2 separate regions of the Mus musculus genome follow, and region 1 is linked to region 2. Evidence: chromatin contacts called from public promoter capture Hi-C data. All regions are on one chromosome and are shown on one strand. The core of a region is the stretch at or near the end of the contact, and the rest is flanking DNA. Distances in the headings are between cores, read along the strand shown.

Region 1 (7,349 bases), core at 3,166-5,665, 2.9 Mb before region 2:
ATGGTACCTACTTTACAGAGCTGTGTTAATGCATATAATAATGGTTAGAAGAACAGTGCCTGGCAGAAGCATATGGAAATTGCTGAGTTAGCTGCTTTGATTATAAGGTCAGGCCACACAGAGCAGAACATCAATGACTTTTCCAGTGCACATCTGTCTAGTGTCACCCTACCTCACACTCTAGCCCAGGGGTAATCATTCACCACAAAGCCCTATCAGTTCTAACAAGTCCAGAACCCTCCGATGAATCCCTTCTCTACATGGAAGTGGGTCATAGCCCTTGGCAAGCTTCTAGACACTCAGCTCTGTAGCCCCGAGGCTTGGAAGGTTTCCTTATTGGAAAAGACCTAAGTGCACATTCTTCAGAGATGGAGGAGAACTGGCCCACTCTGATCCCTGCTTGTCCCCTTTGAGCCTTGCACAAAATGGAGTTTCTCATCCTGCTGGATCCTTTAATGTGTCAGTCCCTGGAAGACCTGTACCCTCCTCTCCACCCCCAGGCCCTCTAACAACAACTCCAGCTTTGGAAATCAGCAGGTAGGAGCCTGAGCTAGGGATGGTGAGCCAGGTGAACCCTTCCTCCACAAAACTTGAAGCTCAGGAAAACTCAGATCTCACCTCACCACCACCACCACAATCAGAGGGGCTCTGAGATAGGATCAGCAAGAGGTCGCACACATGGAGGTAGACTTTGGTATGTGCAACAGACAGACAGACAGAGCGGTGTGCTGTGTTTTGCTCTCATTTATTTGCTATGTACTCAGAGCATAAGGAGCACGAGTCAGGGCTGGAGTTCACGTCCCCCTGATCCCAAGAGAGAAAATTAGCAAGCAGAGCCCAAGGACAAACTATACCATCAAGGGTAACTGTAAGGGCTGGTGGAGACAGGAAAAAGGTCCACATGTTCTGTTCTGACTTCTAGAAAGTCCCCCCATCTTCAAACATGGGAGGGCATCTCTACCCTCCCATCCTGTGGTCTCGGGTACAGCAATGTAAGGCATGTGAGATGTGAGATGACTTGGCGCTGGATAAAGATATCTCTGTTCTGCATAGCTATTTGGCCCTGGCTGTGACTATAGGCAAAATGGGATGTGCATTGCTAGGCCAAGGGCTGTGGGTAGAGTCAGCGTGCCTCAGTAGGCATGGTTGGCGATGTAGAGGGACTGTGCTGCCGCTCCGCCATCTCCACTGCCTTCATATCTGCCCTGGGCTGCAAGCCCGTTCATCTGCAAAACGGAATGGGATTCAATGAGCAGACTGAGCCAGACCACGGATGTGGAATGCACGCTGCCCGGTTTGGGACCTCTGTGGTCCACAGAATCCCTCCCCAAGTCATCACCTCTAGCTCCCTACCTCTGCCCGCTTGATAAACTCCTCAGTAGCAGCCCCAGCATTATCCCTTTGTCCTCTCCAGGCATTGAGTGCAGATGCCTGCAGGGCACGCCCATAGGAGAAGGTGAGGGCCCAGGGCCGGGGAAGTGGGCAGCGGTTGATGGCATTGAGGTTGAGAGAAGCCTCCTCTTCACTCTGACCCCCAGACAGGAAAGTCACCCCTGGAGTAGAAGGAGAAGACAGACTGACTGATCATTCTCTGTCTTGCCCAGGGTAAAGGACCCCGGTGTCATGGAAAACCCTCAAGTCAGACCTGAAGGGATAGGAGCAGTTTAGTACCTGGGACAGCTGGGGGCACAGTACGACGCAGGGCAGTGACAGTTGCCATGGCGATCTCTTCTGGGCTATACTTGATGGGACAGGCATGGCCAGGGGTCACCATATTGGGCTTGAGCAGAGTCCCTTCGAGGTATACATGATGGTCACTCAGGGCCTTGTATACAGCAGCCAGGACCTGGGGAGCAGAGGAGGTTTGTACAGGGCTGGGACCACTGCCTAGCGCACTGTGCTCCTCACCCAGGGGTAGGTGGGTACAGGAAACCAAGGGCTCAGCATAGACTTAGTCTATGAAGCCCGTTTGGGTATCAGTAAAGATCCTTAAGGGAAAGTGTGCCTGGATCTTAGCAGGGATGGGGTACAGGCACCCCTGCTAGGCTGTCCCTCCCGGCTATGTTTGGTCTTACCTTCTCTGTAACATACTGGCAACGTTTGAGGTCATGGTCTCCGTCAGGCAGAATCTCAGGCTCCACAATAGGCACGATCCCATTCTGAAAGCAAGAGCAGGGTTAACTGGAAGAAGTAGAAGATAGGATGGGAGAAAGCCATGAAAGCACATCTCCACCGGCCCCGGGGCCCTCATCCAACCACCCAACCCCCCAGCACACACCTGCTGGCAGATGCTGGCATAGCGGGCCAGCACGTTGGCATTCTCCAATATGGCCAGTGCCGACGGCGTGCGATCACTGATTTTTAGTACACAGCGCCATTTGGCAAAATCAGCACCGTCCTTCTTATACTGAGCACAGCGTTCCAAGAGCCCATCCAGCCCTGAAAACACAGTGCCAGCCTTACCACCCTGCCTCCATCTTGCCAGCATCAACATGTCCCACCCCTGTACCCACCCAACAGGTACCTTGAGTGGTGGTTTCCCCGTCGGTCCCAGCTAGAGGCACTACACCCTTGTCAACCTGCAAGGGAAACAGATAGAGGTCTGGCTTGTCACCCTCTTATATACACTGGTTTCCACACCTAGCCCCCAGGCACCACCAGGGACTGTGTACCTTGATGCCTACGAGAATGCCCTTATCCTGGATGGTGCGGACGAAGGGGACACCATTGTCATCTTTCTGGTAGAGTGTCTCATGGAAGAAGATGACCCCCCCAATGCACTTTTTCACACGGTCATCAGCACTGAATAGGACCTGGCGGTACAGCCGGCGATTCTCCTCAGTGTTCTCCACCCCAATTTGGCTCAGCCTTTTGGCCATGCTGCCTAGAAGCAAGCAAAGGGGAGACAGGCTGGTTCTTTGGCTAGAATTCCTTGGCAACCTCTCCTCAACCCTGACCACAGGCTCCCACTTACCTACGGACTCATCTGCAGCCAGAATGCCCTTGCCGGGGGTCACGATCCGTAGAGCAATATCCGACAACTCCTTCTTCTGCTCAGCAGAAAGAGCTGGGTATGAGTGGGGCATGATGACAGTTGTCTAGAATGGAGAAGACATAAGCTCTAGACTCCGAGGACCTTCTACTTCCTCTCCTAACCAAACAGGCTTCCCAGCACGGGGCTGGGAGCAGGAGAGCAGCCTTTGGCCTGGAGCCTGGGCATCAAAGTGGTATCAATCTCTTTGACAGCTAACAGAGTTAGGGCCCCAGTTCCCACATCTCCTTTTGTTCCTGGTGGGCACCCTTCCCAGCTCCAGAAGAGATGCAGCGTGGGGGATGGGAGGCGACAGCCCTGAAGCCACAGGTCTTCCTGGAAACTGCTGCCAGGTTGAGAATGCCAGCTCTTCTTTCACTGAATCTGGCCCCTTCCTGAGGTAAACAGAAAACCTGTTGTTTCTGATTTTTGCTTTCCTGCTTCCCCTTTCTTTTCTTCAAAAGGGTCCCTAAGGCGGGGGGGGGGGGGGATCACTTTTCTCAAAGGTTTGTGAATGAGACGTTTAACCTACAGCATCCTTCCCCAAGTCTAGTGGAAGGCAGGGGGCAGGGAGTAGCAGTGGTACAGGTACTGAAAACCTGACTGCCTTTGCTACTGCCTACTCCCCTACCTATGGTGGAGATTGACTCCCAGGGCTGCAAGTATGGTAGGAGAGAGGCAATATCAGCATACATGAGAGGACAGGAAAGAGACATCACCAGATCATCCCTAGTACCCGGCATTCCCTCATATGCAAGAGGCACAGGAAATAGGGAGGCTTGGCTCCCCACAACTCAGCCTCCTAGTAGAGACCCCAGAGGCGAGGAATTAAGGCTGAGTGAGTGGATTATGGGAAAGAGGGAGAGATGCAGGAAAAGCAGGAAGGAGACCTGGAAGAGGTGAGACGGGTAATGGTGATACAAGCTAACCGGTCCTGATGCTCTTCCTGGGCCTATACCCTAGAGTAGAGGACAAGCCTAGAAGAACCAGAAATGGACTGAGATTAAAATGTCCTGGGTGGAATGCACTGACCCCAATGAAAAAGTCCTGGAGGCATATGACTTGGAACTGGAAAGGAGAACTAGAAGGAAGAAGAGAAGCACGGTTTTCCTGAGCCATGCATGGGGTTTCAAAACCACAGAAAGCAGAGGAACTTGGGTCCCAGGGAGAGGGCAAGGACAGCATGGGAAGACAAACCGGACGCGAGCATCTCAGGCTCGCTTGGAGACCTTACCTATACTCAGCCAGTCACTCAGCCAGTCAGCCGCGGGAGCCACAGCACAGCTCACTTTTCCTCTGATTAGCTCGGTCCAAGCTGGAGTAAATAAGGTGGCAGCACTTGCCGCAGAGCTACGTGACTCCCTGGGGGCGTGACAGATACCTCCCGTCCTGGTCCCGCCCTCTCCCCAGGACTGGTCTAGGGTAAGGCCACGCCCTCAGAGGTGGAGTAGTGAGGTGGAGTGATTCCTCTGCCAGGGTCCGGAAGGTTGTTAGAGACGATGCCCTTCCCACATCATGGAACCCTGCCAACAGGGCCCTAGAGGGAAGAGATGGACTTGTGTTTGTCTCTACCACAATCAGTCCTTTGCTGTGTAAGGCATTATGTGGAATGTTGGGGATTAAGCCTGGTTTAGAGGAGAGATCTCTAAACATCAGCAGGTAGGGCAGAGGCCCACCTAACAGTGCCCCACTTCAAGACATGGAATAATGGAATTGAGTTTCTGTGCTCTGCCCCATATTTACCAGTGCCTACCCCCAAGGGGGATGGGGAAAGTAAGTGAATGGAGTCTTTTCTGTTCCCCCCAGGCAGTGGTCCAGGGAACAGGCAGTCCATTGCCCTCCCCCCCACCCCCTTTTTTTGTTGGTAGAAGAAGAGAATCAAGCAAAGAAAAGCAGTCAGCCTTGGCTTTAGCTGCAGCAGGAAGTGGTGAAGGGTGCCTAGGCTGAAGTGCTGATCTGCCCACTCCTACCCCCAAAATAAGATTCAGTGGACTGGAAGGACTACATTAAATACACTTTATTTAAATAACATAAAACATGGTCGGCTCTATGCCAATTGGTCTTATTATTGGGATAAGGGTTGGGATAAAGAGCCCTGAAGGAAACTGGAGTGGAGTGGAATTCATTTTTCAGGGTTTTTGCTGTGTTGTCTGTGTTAGGTTCCCAAATTCCTGGGATTTGGCAGCACTCCAACTTTGGCGTCTGGAGCAGCTGGAACTACAGGTGCACACCACTGCATTCCAATATTTTCAGTTTCTTAGCTCAGAAATTCTAGCAATCCTTGTAACTCCTTGCAACTCTTCATAGTCTCTGGGATAGACAACAGAGTCTGGGAAGAGACAGAAAACAGTTCTGAATCACAAGCCTGAAGCCAAAGCTCCTGGCCTGTGATGCTGGAAAAGTGAAAATGAAGCCACTGTAAGAAGTCAGGCTGAGGGCTGGAGAGATGGCTCAGCGGTTAGGAGCACTGCCTGTTCTTCCGAAGATCCTGAGTTCAAGTCCCAGCAGCCACATGGTGGCTCACAACCATCTGTAATGAGATCTGACTCCCTCAGAGGACAGCTACAGTGTACTTTCATATAATAAATAAATAAATCTTTAAAAAAAAAAAAAAGTAGTCAGGCTGAGAACCGGAGCCATGCTCCTCAGCCCCTCCGGCAGCCAGGTCCCACTACCTCCTTCACTTTTACCTCATAGACATGCTGAATTGTGTCATCGAGTTTCTTTAACTCTGTGTCAGAGCGCCGAAGATTCTCCTCCAGGATGTGCCTCTACAATGCAAACAGGCTTCATGAACCCTACACGTAAAGAACACAGCTAGAGAGAACAGAGGAAATATATATGGCAGGGTGCTTCTGTGGTGGAAGGAAACAGAACTGCTTACATGGCTCAGATACTTGTCCATCAGCTGTTCCTTCTCAGTTTTCATCTCCAGGAACATAACCCTCAGCTTGCTCACCTATAAATATGTCCACGTTAATAGGGGCATAGCGTGGGGTCCCCATTATTTGTACAGCTCCTTTGTTAACTCTGTGTTACCTCCTGTGAGAGAAACACTTTTTCCTGGATCCAGTTAGTAGCCATCAGCTGGCAGCTGGGATCTAGCTGGCCTTCCAGGGCTTCCTGGAGCACTTTAGTCTCTGTCTCTGCACGCCGAAGTGACTGTGTGAGCTGGGTCACCTCCTCTCTGAGGTTCTGGGAACAAGAGCAGAGGTAACCCAACAGCACTCAGGGGTAACGGAGATAACCCAACAGTACTCAGAGGTTCTTTCTCTCCTTCCTCCATCAGGTGGGAAAAGCAGAGACCTGGCCATAGCATCAGGAGAAACGTACTATGAGCTGGCCGCTCTTGTCTATTTGCCCCAGGATCTTCTCGTTCTGCTTCTGTATCACTTCCAGGAGCTCCTTCTCATTCTGTGAAGAAGGACAGAAGCACTGAGGAAAGGCTCACTTCTTTTCAGCCAGAAGACAGGACTGAATGCCCGAGCCATGCTCAGCCCCGGGGACTCGTTCATATCCGTCCACTTATTCAGGACCAAGTCAAGCATGGCACGTCTTGGTTTCAGAACTCTGCTTCAGTTCTGGGCTTTTCTCCTGGGTCTGCTTGGAGAAGACAGGTCAACCCAGTACTAGTTCTCAGATAGGAAGTGTCTGACCCCAAAAGGGCAAAACTAGAGCAGTAGTTGGAACCCCCCCACTACCTAGATTCCTAGAAAGGGGGTCCCAATGGGCCAGCGGAGCTGCCCCAGTTCCTCATTGCCCCACTTTAAGGTCCCTCCTTCACCTTGCGGAGCAAGCACAAGGCCTGGTTCAGCTTCTCCATGTCTGCTTCCTTTGCCTTCAGGGCTTCCTGATGCTCTTCTTCTTGGGCCTGTAGTCTCGAGTGTAGTTCACAGCTGGGGGGGGTGAGGGGGGGCAGGAGAATCTGGCATCATTCTCATGCTCTGCCCTTGGCATGAGGGCTGCTCTCATCACTCCCCATCATTAACACTGACACCGCTTACATTTCCCTCTGCAGGACCCCAGTGGCCTCCTCTTTAGACTCTTGCAGCAGGGAACACAGGCTCTTAAGCTCTTGTAACACAGTACTCATTTCTGCCAGGCTCTTCTCCAAGTCTGGGGTCTCTGAAAGACAAAGTTCTAGATGGAGACATAGCCCTTCTGCCAACAAGGACAGGGTACACAACCACTGCTCCCACAACTTTATGTTTCCCACCCACATGGTTTAACTATCCGGAACATTACAGATCCCAAGAGACAGAAATAAAATGAGCCCAAGTAGAATTGAGGTTTTTAGAGCAAAGCACTTCTGACTGCT
Region 2 (7,098 bases), core at 3,391-5,890:
TTAAGCAAATCTGAGGGGCTTTCTCTTGAGTTTCACTTTTCCAGAGTCATCTTCATTAACCATTCTCTCTCTCCCTCTTTCTTTTTCTGTAGCCCACCCAGGCTGCTCTTGAATGCACCACACACTTGTGGCTAGCCTTGAACTTCTCAGCCTCTCAAGGGCTTAGATTACAAGTGTGTGTCCTCAGGTCTGGTTGGGTCTGTTCTCTTTTGTTTGTTTGTTGAGAGAGGGTTTCTTTGTGGAGCCCTGGCTGCCCTAGAGCTCACTCAGTAGACCTGGCTGGCCCTGACTTCAGAGTCTCCTGAGTGCTAGGAGGGATGGTTCTTTTTAAAAAAATTTTTTAGAAAAAACAAAACAAAACAAAACAAAAAGAAAGAAAAAATAAATCTTTAGCCAGGCAGTGGTGGGACATCCTTTAATGTGCTTGGGAAGCAGAAGCAGTTGGATCTCTGTGAGTTCAAGGCCAGCCTGGTCTGCAGACCAAGTTCCAGGATAAACAAAACAAAATAAAAATAATATTTAAAGTGGTTTTTTTTTGGTTATTTCGAAACAGGGTTTCTCTGTGTAGCTCTGGCTGTCCTGGAACTCACTTTGTAGACCAGGTTGGCCTCGAACTCAGAATTCCACCTGCCTCTGCCTCCCAAGTGCTGGGATTAAAGGGGTGTGCCACCTCGCCTGGCTGCATTTATTTCTTGATTGTGTGTTTGTGTGGGCACACATACGTGTACAGCATGCCCGTGGAGGTCAAAGGAGAGCATAACAAGGCTATAAGTTATCACCAGGTGGTCAGCTGTGGCGGGAGGTAGCTTTGATGCTGAGCCATCACACAAGACCTGGGTTTGCTTTTTTTTTTTTTTTTTAATTCTTACATTTATTTTTCCTTTGGGGAAGGAGAGCCCATGCTGCAGGGCACATGTGGAAGTCAGAAGAGCTGGTGAGAGTCTATTCTATCCTCAGTACCATGTGAGTACTGATGCTCAAACTCAGGCAGTTAGGCCAAGTGTGGTGGCACACACCTGTGATCCTGGTACCTGACACTCAGGAGGCAGAGGCAGGTGGATCTCTGTGAATTCCAGGCCAGCCAGCCAGCCAGCCTCTCCCGCCCCCCAGAACAAACAAAAAACCGCAGGTTATCAGGCCTGAAAGCAAGTGTTTTTACCTACTAAGACATTTCTGTGGCCCCCTGGGTCTGTTTTCTGATCATAGAGGAATAATACTCTAGGTATTTGTAGATCAGAGAATGTTCTAGCCTGGCCTGGTGCGGTGGTACACTTCCATACTCACAGTGTCTAAGAGGTAGAGGCAGGGGGATCCAGAGATATCTAATGCCAGTCTTCACTACATCATCCATGCCAACTTCTTTTTTTTTTAATATTTATTTATTTATTATATGTAAGCACACTGTAGCTGTTTTCAGACACTCCAGAAGAGGGCATCAGATTTTTTTGTTACGGATGGTTGTGAGCCACCATGTGGTTGTTGGGATTTGAACTCAGGACCTTTGGAAGAGCAGTTGGCGCTCTTAACCGCTGAGCCATCTCTCCAGCCCCCTCCACCCCCCGCCAACTTCTAACACACACACACACACACACACACACACACACACACACACACACCAGAGAACCCCACCAGGCAAACAAAACAAAAACCGGGAGGAAAGAAAAGAGCCAGAGAAACCTTAACAGGAAACCCTCCCAACTCAAAGCTTCCACAACTCCACACCACACTGCAGACCAGGATAACACTGGAGCCAAGAAAAATGACTCAAAGCAATCACATTCACAAGAGACTGATGAAATCATTTGCACAGCAATTTATTCATATACAATAGGGTTCAATGTTCTCTCCTCAGCGAAGCTCCTCCCTTTTGCTGGAAGGCAGAGTCTATCAGCAAGTTGCTGGGTAAGGTGTTCAGTCAGCCATGGTATTACCAGAGTGGCTAGACCCTTATCAAACTAGGCACTGCCAACTTGGCATTGAACTCAGGACCTTATGAATGTCAGATAATGTTCCGGCTGTCATGTCCAGTTTTTTCTTTCTCTTCTTTGGTTTGTTTGTTTGTTTGTTTGTTGAAACAGAGTCTCTTGTAGCCCAGGCTGGCCTTGAACTTCTGATCCTTCTGCTTGTCATTCCCAAGTGCTAGCATTATCAGCATGTGCCACTTTGCCAGGCTCTAGTCTTCTCTCTTGAAGGCCCAGGACTGAAGGGGTCATGCAGCGTTTTGGAGATGCCAGTACCATGAGATGACCACCAAGAGCAGCAGCAGCAGTGGAGTACAGGTATCTGGAGCCTAGAGGATGACGCGTGTGCTACAAAGGGCCTGGCTGGAGAAGTGACCCAAGCCCTTGGAGGAGCCCAGAAGATCGTGAGTTGTATCCCAGACATTGGACGGTTGGAGATTGACTTTTGCTTTTGATTGTGACTGTGCCCTGATATTTTCCCTCTTGAAGGAAGAAACTGTTTTAGTGGAGCCCACAGTTGAGACTTTTAATTGTAAAAAGACTTTGAATTTTAAAAGAGATGGATATTTTAAAGAGATTGAAATTTTAAGAATATGTAAAGACTGTGGGACTTTTAAAGTTATTTAGATCTCCTGATTTCCTGACTGTAATGGAGATCTCATACAATGTTCTCTCTCTCTCTCTCTCTCTCTCTCTCTCTCTCTCTCTCTCTCTCTCTCTGATGATACAGTCTAGTCCTTGCTACATAGTAGACTATGCAGTGGGCTACCATCTCCTCTTCCCAGCCCCACCTCCCTGGGGGCTGACAGAAGAGAAAACTTCCACACCTTTCAGACTGAGAGTGGAAGTGTTCCTGGCAACAGGCTCACGTGTCTTGGTTTCCTTGTGCATGAGGATAAACGGGTAGGGCTGAGACTGCAAGATATCCTTGGTCAGAATTCGGATCCCTGTGGAGATGCTTATGCTGCCCACGGTGACCAGCCCAGCCACACAAAGCAGAACCAGAGCAAGAGACAGCTGGTAGTGCTGCCGGGACAACCACAGACTCATCCATCCCAGAGGCAGAAGGCGGAAGAGGACCAGGGTGGCCAGGCTGGCCCAACTGCTTACTCTGAAGGCCAAGGATGGGGCCTTATGGGAGAGCAGCAGTAGCTTCCGTAGATGCAAACAGATGGAGTTCAGCTCCAGAAGCAGGGATACCATAGAGAAGCCCACATAGTGGCCAGACACAACAGCGGTGCTGAGGCAGCTCACTACCTGCAGGCAAGGTTCAAGGTTCAGGCTTTGCATGACCTGTGCCCAACAAGTCCCAGCTCCTTATCCTAGGGACACCCACGCATGTTTTTTCTACTCTCTGCCTCATCCTTCCAGGTATCAGCTTTTTAAAAATTAGTATTTATTTATTTTTTATTTATTCACTTTATATTACCCAAGCATTTTTTAGGACTGCCTCCAATCCTGACCTTTCTGCTGACCCTTATCTAGGGGGCATGAGCAGCCCTGGACCAGAGGTTCTCTTACCCCAAGCCACACTATTTGCATAGCATACCCTAGCTTTCATTCCTGGCTTTTTTTTTTTTTTTTTTATGATCAGCTGGAGGTTTGTGGGGAGAACCAAACTCCTTGGGCAGTGCCCAGGAGTGGCTAGCAGTCAAAACCTCCCTCCAACTCAATCCAAGTCTGAGAGGATAGGTTTTCAGGGGGCTTTGTGGAAAAGTCAGAGGACAGAACACTGAAGAGAGAGGTTGGGCCCTTGAGTTGGACATGCTCCCTTACTACCTGGCCTCTCCCTTCAGAGTCTTACCGCCAAATGGTGACAGAGAAGGTCCCAGGCCTGGGCCAATGTCTGGTTCCACAGCATATCAACTCCATCTGCAGCGAAATAACCTGAAGGCACCGGAGAAGACTATGAGGCTCCTCGCTCAGAGCTGATGCACAGCCTAGATATCTCAAGTCCCACTTTTCTCAGGTCCTTAATTCCTCACAGCAAACCTCCAGCAACATCTGCTCCATTCCAAAGATGGGGGAGGAACCTAGAATTCCCGGTCCAACAAGGCCTTTCCCGATTCAGCCTTTTCTGTACACTCACCCACTGACACTGCTACTAGGACCCGTGCCCACGGTGGGTGATCATTAATTGGGTCGGTGACCATTTGAGGAAACTGCCACAGCCTGGAGAAGACAAAGAGCTAAGGTCAATTTCTCCCAGACCTAGATCCATTCTCCCACTGGGTACTCCCACCCATCCACAACCCAAACCAGTTCCATTCCAAAAGGTTCCAACTTCAGTCTTCCAGGCCCTCTTTTCCACCCCCGCCCCTCAGTGCTTTGTCAGTCCCCAAGTTCCGCACCCGACCAGCGCCCCTACTCCAGAGAGTAGGCTGTGTATCAGCGAAACGAAAATGTTCCGCCACATCCAGCGGTCCCGAACAGATTTCGGGGTGGGCAGCAGCTGCAGCCCCCAGTGCAGTCCCCGAAACGCCGTGAAGGAAGCGCCAGCCACAAGGAGTCCCCAGGATGCCATGGTCTGGGCAGGTCAGCTAGGTTTCAGTCAGTTTCTCTGATCCTGGCACCCGGTGCCCGGGACCTCGAAGGGGCCCCCCTCCGGCAGAATCGGGATCTAGCTTTTCCACCCTGCTGTGCCTGGGGCTTCCTGGCCTGTATTATCTTTCCAGCGTGCTGTAACTTTTCCTGGCTTGTCCACGCCCCTATCTCTCGGCTGCTCATTGATTGGCGCAGCCATGGGGCCACCTCGGGTGAAGCCATGGAACGGATGGCGTCCCGCTCCTGCTTGGGTTTAGCAGTTTGGGGCTTTCTGGCATCAAGTTCGGCTACTGAGTTCAGAGGCCTTACAACACATTAGAGGTCTTCTCCAACACCACTAGTCTCCGAGCCCCTTGGGGTTCCAGAAAGTCATCTAGTTTACCCCCACCTGACTAGTCTGGGGCTCCGCCCCACTAACTTTCACCTTCTGTTCTGGTTCCCTCATCTCTCACCTACTGGTCATCCTTACCCACAGACCAGAAGGTACAGGGCCAACAGAGCCAACTCCTGAGGGCCCAAATCTTGCACCATCTCACCTTTACCTCAGAGCACGCCAGTCAGGCAGAGCCGAGCTCTGCCCACCTGTAACTTCCTTACATAGTACTACCCAAACGGAACAGCTTATGGGAGAATCCCTTCTTGAGTCCTACCCCCTCCCCCCCCCCCAAACATCACCAAGAAACTTTATTAGGTAGAAGAAGCAAATGGAAGACACATACACCTCCCCTCCCCAGGTCTCAAGTAAGAAAAACAAACAAGCTAAAAATAAGACTCTTCAGATTCTAGACCCCTTTGGCCTTAAGAGGAATATCCTTTCCAACCACAAATCCCCCAAAGAGTGACAGGTTTTGAGCATTTCCCTTCTTTCTTATTCTAAGCCACACCTCCTTAGCTGGCTGACAGTCAGAAAGTCAGAGGAATGCTTCCTGTGTGTAGAGAGTAGGTGGATTCAGACAATTAATGAAGTTCATAGAATTGACTTTAGTGTGGTGGAGCTTGAAAAGGCCCCTGGATATGATTCCTAGCTCCAGTGTACACACACACATACACACACACACACAAGCATGCACACACACACTCAAGAAGCAATAGGTATCCCAAGCAAACATTTTCTTTCACCTGGCACTTGGTGTAGCCCATCCTCCTACAAGCAAATTCTCCAAAATCTAAACATGACAATGAGGACTAGAGGGAGAGATGGCTTTAGTGGCTAGGAGCATTTGCTGCTCTTCTAGAGGACCTGAGTGCGATTCTGAGCATCCACATCAGAAGATCCAAACAGCGTGCAGCTCCAGGGAATCTGATGCCCTCTTCTGGCCTCTGCAGAATGTGCACCCACACTCTGGTGCACAAAGACACATAATATAACATACAAATATATTTTTTAAAAATTACAGAGGGAGTGAAGAGACGGCTCAGAAGTTAGCGCTAGCTGCTTTCAGAAGACAATGTTGGATTCCTGCCACTCACAGGCAAAACACTCATAAAAGAGTAAAAATTTTAAAACATTTATTTGTCTTTTGTATTTTATTTAACATATGAAAGCAATGCACAATATTTAAAAATTAGAAAGACAGAAAAAACAAGGGGAAAATTCACAATTGTACTATCCCACCATACAAAAACAACCATTCTTAACATTTTGAATCCACTTTCAGTGTTTTTTTAAAAAATATATTACAAGTATGCATTCATATTTTAAAAACAGTCACAAACTCATACTTTTCATAATCTTTTTAGTATTCAGTATTTATATTTCCACTCAATTGGATGGTTTTTAAAAAAATATATTACAAGTATGTGTTCATATTTTAAAAACAGTCACAAACTCATACTTTTATAATCTTTTTAGTATTCAATATTTATATTTCCACTCAATTTTTCTTCTGTAAGACTTTGGATGGCTGCACAGAACACCACCATCAGATGAATATAATTTACTTAGGCAAGCCCTAGCTATACATTTTCATGACAGCAGAAAAGGAATGGACTTCCAAACAAACAGCTGCGTTCCATTTTTCTCTATTACAACCCTGAGATGAACATTTTATAACCAAATCCTTATTTTAGGATACATTTCTAAGACAGCAAACTACCAGGTCCAAAGGCATCTCTCACAATGGTTGGTACTGCCACACACAAGGCACAGGAGCCTTCTTCTGGCTTTCATTTGCTTGTTGTATTATGATCAGGGAAAACGGTTTCAGCCACATCTGCTTTCTTTGAATTACTAACCAATGCTTTATTTTATTTTGTTTTATTTTTTGAGACAGTCTCATATAGCCCAGGCTGGCTCAGAACTCATTGTATAGCAGAGGATTACCTTGAATGTAGGCTCCTTTGCCACCACCTCCAGAGTGCCGGGATTGCAGACCTGGGCCAACCTGTTCAGTTTTATGCAATGCAGAAGACAGAACCAGGGCTTGGTGCATGTTAAGCAAACCTACCAACTGAGCTACAACCCCAGTCATAGATATGTTTTCCCACAGTGTTACACATTTGAATCTCTTTTTGAATTTGCTGTGTATTTCCTTTCAGAGGTGGCTCATGCTCCTTGAGGCTGTTTATAGAAACTGCAGGGTAGAGATGGGAC

Evidence for each region. Promoter capture Hi-C pulls out the DNA fragments that hold promoters and counts their contacts.
Region 1: a promoter capture Hi-C map of embryonic stem cells shows a contact between it and region 2, with 7 times the contacts expected there. The contact joins the promoter of Aldoc here to the promoter of Tlcd2 in region 2. A contact is called at or near these places in 2 of 39 promoter capture datasets (embryonic stem cells and frontonasal cranial neural crest).

Annotation. Positions count from the first base shown.
Region 1 is chr11:78,320,139-78,327,487 of GRCm38.p6, reverse strand. Aldoc (aldolase C, fructose-bisphosphate) reads right to left here and starts at 4,415. Exons shown (of 9, transcript NM_001303423.1): 1 at 4,266-4,415; 2 at 2,975-3,098; 3 at 2,673-2,884; 4 at 2,525-2,579; 5 at 2,279-2,439; 6 at 2,076-2,159; 7 at 1,672-1,846; 8 at 1,354-1,553; 9 at 1-1,226. The coding sequence starts at 3,086. The coding sequence ends at 1,134. It overlaps Spag5 (sperm associated antigen 5), which reads right to left. Exons shown (of 24, transcript NM_017407.3): 18 at 7,036-7,156; 19 at 6,816-6,927; 20 at 6,365-6,445; 21 at 6,071-6,226; 22 at 5,916-5,990; 23 at 5,722-5,802; 24 at 5,031-5,360. The coding sequence ends at 5,289.
Region 2 is chr11:75,465,592-75,472,689 of GRCm38.p6, reverse strand. Tlcd2 (TLC domain containing 2) reads right to left here and starts at 4,640. Exons shown (of 5, transcript NM_027249.3): 1 at 4,313-4,640; 2 at 4,051-4,133; 3 at 3,766-3,848; 4 at 2,789-3,218; 5 at 1,791-2,290. The coding sequence starts at 4,485. The coding sequence ends at 2,127. It overlaps Mir22hg (Mir22 host gene (non-protein coding)), which reads right to left. Exons shown (of 3, transcript NR_030711.1): 3 at 6,000-7,098.